Regions from separate parts of the Triticum aestivum genome. Here region 1 is linked to region 2. Evidence: chromatin contacts called from public Hi-C data. All regions are on one chromosome and are shown on one strand. The core of a region is the stretch at or near the end of the contact, and the rest is flanking DNA. Distances in the headings are between cores, read along the strand shown. Region 1 holds the start of LOC100682470 (spermine synthase). Region 2 holds the start of LOC123156089 (cyclic nucleotide-gated ion channel 1).

Region 1 (3,594 bases), core at 960-3,459, 280 kb after region 2:
AGAGGCTTACTAGGGACATGGTGTTGTCTATGTATCCACACATGTATCTGAGTTTCCTATCAATACAATTATAGCATGGATAATAAACGATTATCATGAACAAGGAAATATAATAATAATAACCAATTTATTATTGCCTCTAGGGCATATTTCCAACAGCCACTTCCATCCCTTAGTTGTTTTTGACTTACATGAAAGTCAACCCATGAGTAAAAATGACACTGTGATCACTAAAGTCCCGTATAGCCAGCCAAGGTTCCTCGAGAATAAGGTGCAACATTGAGAGTATCTCATGAAACCACATCTCTAGTGGAAAAGGTGAAGACCAACACATGGACCATTGCATGTGGAGTAAGCAGTCTAAGTTAGTAGCCTATCTGTTTCACACACTTCGCAACCAAAAGCATGACTTGATCATTATGCTTACATGCATAATACCTTACATGTCTTCCTCCTTGTAGAGCAATGTAGCCCAAAATGTTTCACACTAGGTGCTTCAAGGAGGTTTAGGTGAGGTTGATTGAGATCACATAGTTTTAAAACTTTTGTTGCAGGTGTTTTTAGGTCACCTTTTCACTGATATGTTTGGTGTCTCGGTGAGGGCTTATAGAGGCAATTGGGATTTGACTAAGGCTTCTTATAAATTTCAAATATAAATCATGATACCACAACAAACTCACTGAAAGCTAGATAAAACCTCCACGAATAAAGAGTACGGTAAAAAATCTTAGTGAACTTTTCAATCGAGTTTCAGAATTTTTTTTTGAAATTTTTGTATGTCCAACGCATATTCAATGTTGGTATTATTTCGAAGACCTAGTTAAGAAATATATGGTCGTTTGGACAGTACTTATATGCATGGATCGAATGATTGGGGGAGCCACGGAGGTTCACTGCGAAATGATTATGTTGTTGTAAATGCAAAGACGAATGGATAGGATGGTGGTGAGATTGATCTTGACCAAACATTTTTGTGTATTGGATGTTAGTTTTCATGTTTTTAATGAATACTGGTTTTAACTGGGTACTTTATGTTATAATGTTATCAACATCGGATGGAAGAGAACGGACAAAGACATAGTTCATTTCACAACAATTTTAAAATATCCCTTTTATGAAACATATATTATTTGACAGAATTCATACGATCCTCATTTATAGAAGCCATCATGTAGGATGAAACGCCATCCACAGACACACCATCAGGAAAAGGAATTAAAATAAACATCACAATCTCGTGTGCCACTTTGTTAGAGCCTCTCCTGATTTTTCACCCAGCTAAACTCAGCCACAAAAAAAAAATACAAGTTGGGCGACCCTTACTTTTTTTAAAAAAAAATTGACCAAAGAGGGCGTCTGAAGAGTGATTACATAAAATAGGGTGAACAAATAGACAATCGGATTTTAGAATGTTTTAGTAAAGAATGACCGTGATGTAGAAGCCCGCAAAACACGCACTGGTGCACCCATAAATAAAATCCTAGACTATAATCGTTATCTTGCCTTCATTACATCCCCTAGCCATGATCCTAGACAAGCCGACTCACAATCTTCTATATCCAAATAGTTAGTTCCCATCACAAGACTTCTCGATACACATGTGTGCTTTCATGCCGCTTTAAATAGACATCCGATTAAAATTGTGTGATATTAGAAGTCATGCATGTATTCATAAGTTGCTTTTTTACATATTTTTTTGCGGGGTAAGTTGCTTTTATACATTAATCTACCCATGCAAACAATGTCAACCCATCAAGACATGCTTTTATGGACGGTGTATGTGTTGGAAGCCTGGAGCAACAAAGTTAGCACCCACACCGTCTCCCTTTTTTTAGCCCCTCTTCCTTTATTTATTTTTGAAGCAACACACGTTTGTTTCTTTCTTAGTCCAAGCGCGTCGTTTCTCTCCTATATAATAATTGTCGATCGCGAAGCAAATTCAGATGCGCACTCGTTTTAAGGGAACCTAGGGGCATGCACACGGTCACGCAGCAAAAGCTGCGGCTTGAATGAGTTGCCATGTTCTTGAGATGAGTTGAGTGACATGCAAGGGAGAAAAAAAGCAGGCATCTTTCCGTGCGCAAGGACATCATCGCCCCTTTTCTCCAAGAATCGGATGCGGCGACACCTCACATGAAAGGTACATCTAATCCGTTGGAGCGGGGTTATCTGAAGAAGAGCATCGCATTCCGTCCTTTTAATGCCCGTCAAAATCAAGCACGAGCCCTTCGTTTCTTTGGCGCTCCCGTCCCGTCCCGTCCCGTCCCATCCCCATCTACCTACCGTGGACGGTGCCAGAAGAGGACCAGTCACAACCTGCACTACACTGCACATGATCGCCTATTTAAGCTTCTCCTGTTCTCGCCCACCCCGCTCCACCCCATTCCCACTCTCTCCCAGCAGCGGCACGTCGTCATCTTCCTCCCCCTCGCCGTCCGCGTGTACGTCCAACAGGTGAGAGCTACAAAAGCTTCCAGCCTAGGTGCGCGTTTGCTTCTTCTTCAGGCGCCTGCCTAGGTTCACTTCCAGACGACGGTGGTGCTCCGTCGTGTCCAAATTTTCCGGGGGGTGTTCTTTCACGCCAGAGGACTACAGGTCGTACAGACTTTTTCAATTTAGCCCTACAGATTCCGTGAAATTGGTCCGCTGTTGTCGGCGCTGTTAAATCCGGCAACCCAAGCGGCTATTTAGCCCCGGGACACGGCCAGATGTTTCATGTCGCCTCTTGTTCGTTTTCTTCCTCCTCGGTGTCGGTGGCCTGTGGCCGTGGCCGGGTCGTCGCTTGTGTTCCCAACGAGGTTATAGGCCCCCGGCTCTGGAGATATCTTTCTTTCTTTATCCAACAAAAAAGACGCCGTTTGTTTATTTAAGTTCACAGCCCCGTCGTCTTCTTCTGGGTGCACGCCAGGTGCTTGGTCCTTTGTGCCAGTGGTTCTACTTGCCAGTGGTTCGATCTGCCCGCACCATTGCATTTTTTTTCTGCGTTTAAACTAGCTGAACATAGTCAGCCTCTCTGGTTTGCTTGATGATTTCTATATAAAAAGCGCCTCTGGCATTTTTCGATTTTGAGGGGGTAATTTCCCTTCCTTTAGCAATAATACACGGTTACATTCAAAGATTCTGCATCTTTGTGAGAAAATGATTCTGGATTTCTTCGATTCCATCCTATCGCACCACTGGATGCAAATTTGCTCCACGTAGGGATCTGTGCTGTTTTGTTAGCTTTTTTGTTGTATAATCAAGTTTCCAATCATGCCTTATCTAGACTTTCTGTTCCAGAATATATGTTAGGGGGCAGTAAATAGCATGACATAATTTCAGTTTTGCTAAAGCACGTCTAGATGTCATATGATTTACCTAACTTTGTTGGATTTTTACTACAGCTTCATCAATCATTAGTAAACCAACCACATCCACAAAACAAGACTTACACCCAATCCAGATCGCATTTAGTGCTCTGGCATTGCCCTACAGTAGGTGCAGAGCTGGTGTCATCATATCCATATGCCCTGTTGTCATTGGAACTTGTTGACTTTGGTTTAATTAAGTACTAGAGGAGTGGAAGACTGCTGAGAACTGAAATACGAGGGGAAA
Region 2 (3,742 bases), core at 378-2,877:
ACAATGAAACACTATCCAAGAATGAGAAAGTATCCAATAGAAACTATACTCAGTGAAAATTTGGAAACTTGTTCATTTACCATTGGATTTGAAGTGTGCGGACTGGACCATCTTTTGTTTGTACCATCGATTCTTGCCAAAAAAAAGTCATCTAGCTTTATGGTAATATCTTTTCAGAACCCCTCCCCCCTAGTTTTTCTCAATCAATAAGATGCAAACGAAAATATGTTTGCCATGCAACTTAAATACAAAGAAGAAAAAAGAGAAGCAGTAAAAGCAACGAAGAAAAGTGAAAGAAGATCCAAATAAAACCAAAGCAAAAACAACCTTAGAACGAAAAGAACAAACAACATGATTTATTTTTCTGGATTTTCTTAAAGAGGCGATAAGAAATACAAAAGCAGACGCAAAGGGAAAACTTTTTGAGATTTTCAAAGCTTAACAAATAGGCAACCACACAAACATCCAGAGAAGAAACAAAAGGAACAAAGAGAATTTTGTTGTTGTTTTCTAAAAAGTCAAATGAAAAACCAAAGAAGAACAAAGCAAAATGATAAAATATTTCTTTGCATCTTCATTTCTCGAAACTAAAAAGGGTAAAAAGAATAACAAGAACTAATAAAAAGCAGATGGAAAAGCTAAAAAGATCAAAAGAAGCAAGCAATAAGAATGTGAAAATCATTTTGACATTTTTGAGTTTTAGCGAAACAAATAAAAGAAGAAGAAACGGTAAACAGATAAACAAACGAACCGACAAGTGTAATGAGTGTATATCTCCACTACTATTAAAAGAGCAAACATAAATTTCCCTAAATTCAAACAGCAAAATGTACACGAATAACCAAGACCCTCCGATCAAATCCACTTAAACACATTCTGTTGCCTTTATTACGCCAATGGTCTACCACCCAAAACAACGACCTAGATGAAATGTTCTGCCGAGCAGATGTTGTGGTCGCCAATTATTCTAGCCCTCCTGTGTGCCCTGATCCTCGCCCGCAACACCAATGACAGATCCGCAACAACCATGATGGCAGATCCGTAGCGTCCACGAACGCTCCATCCCGGGCTTCGTGGATCCACGACCAGCGTCCCGATGGAGGCACAATGGGTATCCGTGCGATCTGTTGCTTTACCCCACACTCCCTCCACATCTCCCCCCTATGCCTCCGGTCTACACATCCAGATAAAAACAAAACAAAAACTGAAAAACAATGGAAATAGAGAAAAAAAATAAAAACCAGGAAGAAAAGAGAAAAAAAAGAGAAAAAAACAAAGAAACCCGATGTCAAAACAAAAACAAAACAAAAAACAAAAAATTCAGTGGAGAAAACTGGCTATTTTAGGTTAATTATGTCATGCCCTAAATATCTAACACAAATCTACCTATGGCGTACTGGTTAGCGGCTATGAAAGTCCTACTCTGCTCCCGAGTTCAACTGCTCCCTCATGACTAGTAAAAGCGAAAAAAGTAAAAAAAATCAGCGAGAGGAGCTTTCATCTCGCTCAAGGCGAGATATAGTCGCCGCGATAAGCGAGACATAGCGCTGCCCAAAAATGACGTCCAAATCTCGCAGAACTATTTTATTAACTGGGCCGGCCTGCTCGACGGCGTAGACTAGGCAGGGTCATTGTGGAGTCCACCACGGGAGGGTCCCCACAGCCACCCACTTTTCTTTCTTTCCCCCTTTGCTCCCTTCGTCCTCCAGTCCACGACGACCACCATTCCGCGGCAACTACCACCATGCCTCATGACCGCGAAGCCCCCGTCCCCCCTACCATTCCATCCCACCACCCGTCTCATTCCCCTCCTCCGTCCACCCGCCAGCCCGCCTAACACGGCGCAAGGAGAGCAAGCCCTCTTCAAACCCTAGGTGAGCTCCCGCCTCCCCTGCTCGGACCTGTTGCAGCCCTCGCCGCTCTGTCTTAAGATTCTGCGGGTTGATCCTGTGCGCGCTTAGCTCTGGGCGTGTGATTTTGCGGCGAGCTGGTGGCTTCTGCGCACTGCTGCGGGAAAAACATGATCGTACTTTAGTCTCTCTAGTGCTTGCTGCTTTCTGTCTGTCGTTAATTTAGTTTTTATCCAGTTTGAGCATCGAAGTTAGGATCTGTTGCTGTGGCTGTAGAGGTTGCGGGTTTGGGTTTGTGGTTGCCAAGTGTCAGGCGGAACCGTGGGTGTGCAGAGGGTTAATTTCAGCGGGGCTTAATTTGGCATTTTAACGTTACTCTGCTATACTTTTGTCTGCCCCAGCAGCAATTGGGTTTTCAAAGGAACATTCTAATCATTCTATAGGGTGACTCTACGGACACGGCGATTATTTTGTTCTTATATGCATTGTGTCTTTTTTTTTGTGGCCGAATTGGATGCACATGGAACTCAAGCTATGTTGGAAAACCTTTGAATCTATTTGTATGGTATTTATACTCGCTGCCTAAGTTACCTTTATCAGGCTGGCAAAATTTAACCACCTAGTGTTATCACGTTTACCCTTGTAAAGTTTATCAGGAGAATGTAAGGACACATATATTTAACTCGTGAGTCGTGATGATCTTGTTTCTGCTCGAGGAAGCCTAAGGGTACTTTGATCTGAAGCTAGCTGGCTAGGAGAATCCTAACCGTGCTAGGCACAGGAAACCATTTGGTAGCACTTTAAAGCCTTGCTGCAGGAGGAGAGCCGAATAGACTCTCCCGCAAGGCTGCACGAGTGAAGCCTGCGCCATTGTGTCTAACTCCCATGCAGATCATGGTTCTTCCAATTTAATACGGCTGGGATACTCTGAGATACTAAATAATAGAACATGCTTCTTTTTCTTGGCTATGATCAAACGATCAAGTTAATTTCTAGCAAGTCGGGCGAGGATCGAGCGCACCATAAATCATATTCATGCCGACTATGGTTCAATACTTACTGTCACTTTAGTAGTATTTGTTCACCAAGGTCCAATTGGAGGACAATCTAGAAGGAGCGGTGTACAAAAATCTTTGTATCTAAAAAATACATCTGTCCAGTATTTACTCTTGCTGTCTTGTTACCTTTATTTGGCTGACAAAATTTAACCACCTATTAGTTTGACTCTTATCCCTTATAAAGTATACCAAGGGATCATGGTCACCTATATTTCACCCGTCATGGATTTGTTTCTACCCGTCAAATCCTCTGAATCACCATTTATCATTTTATTTGATAACCTGGTTGACAATATTTAAGCTACCTCGCTGAACATTCCTGTCAGGTGTACTAAGGGATTGTTGTCTTGTTGTGTAGAAAGTTATTGTTTGTTGCTGTTACTTATACTTGATAATCAGCAGGGAACTCAATGAATGCAAATTCCACACCTTGAAGGATTGATCTAGCACTCTTGGCTGCTAACTGTTTGCTTGGTGGAGATAATGATGGAAAGAGAGGACAGATATGTTAGGTCAATTTCTTACACTCCCCCCTCCCCCTGCTGCTTGAGAAGTTTCCACAGAAATGGTTTGTCAAACTTACATCCTCCAGCTCTTTGTTATAGCAAGTTAGCAACACAACACATGGTTTTTGAGGAATTAACGCAACACATTACACATGTGAATAATAGTGTGGTAGTTCCTTAAGTAAACAAGAGTACATGGAACGTTCCGGTGGAGGCATTCTTTTGCCCTTCTTCTCTAATATATGATATGCACACTCGAGAAAAAAAAGTACATGGAACGTTGGTGCCTCTACTTTCATCATACAATGGTTTGATTAGTCCCTTTACC

Evidence for each region. Hi-C and Micro-C count contacts between places; a contact is called where the count stands out from the background.
Region 1: a contact with region 2 is called in a Hi-C map of an unstated tissue, with 7 times the contacts expected there. The contact joins the promoter of LOC100682470 here to the promoter of LOC123156089 in region 2. A contact is called at or near these places in 4 of 5 Hi-C or Micro-C datasets (leaf and an unstated tissue).

What each region holds. Positions count from the first base shown.
Region 1 is chr7B:440,775,182-440,778,775 of IWGSC CS RefSeq v2.1, forward strand. LOC100682470 (spermine synthase) reads left to right here and starts at 2,210. Exons shown (of 12, transcript XM_044574438.1): 1 at 2,210-2,454.
Region 2 is chr7B:440,498,415-440,502,156 of IWGSC CS RefSeq v2.1, forward strand. It overlaps LOC123156089 (cyclic nucleotide-gated ion channel 1), which reads left to right and starts at 1,628. Exons shown (of 9, transcript XM_044574259.1): 1 at 1,628-1,874; 2 at 3,311-3,420. The coding sequence starts at 3,392.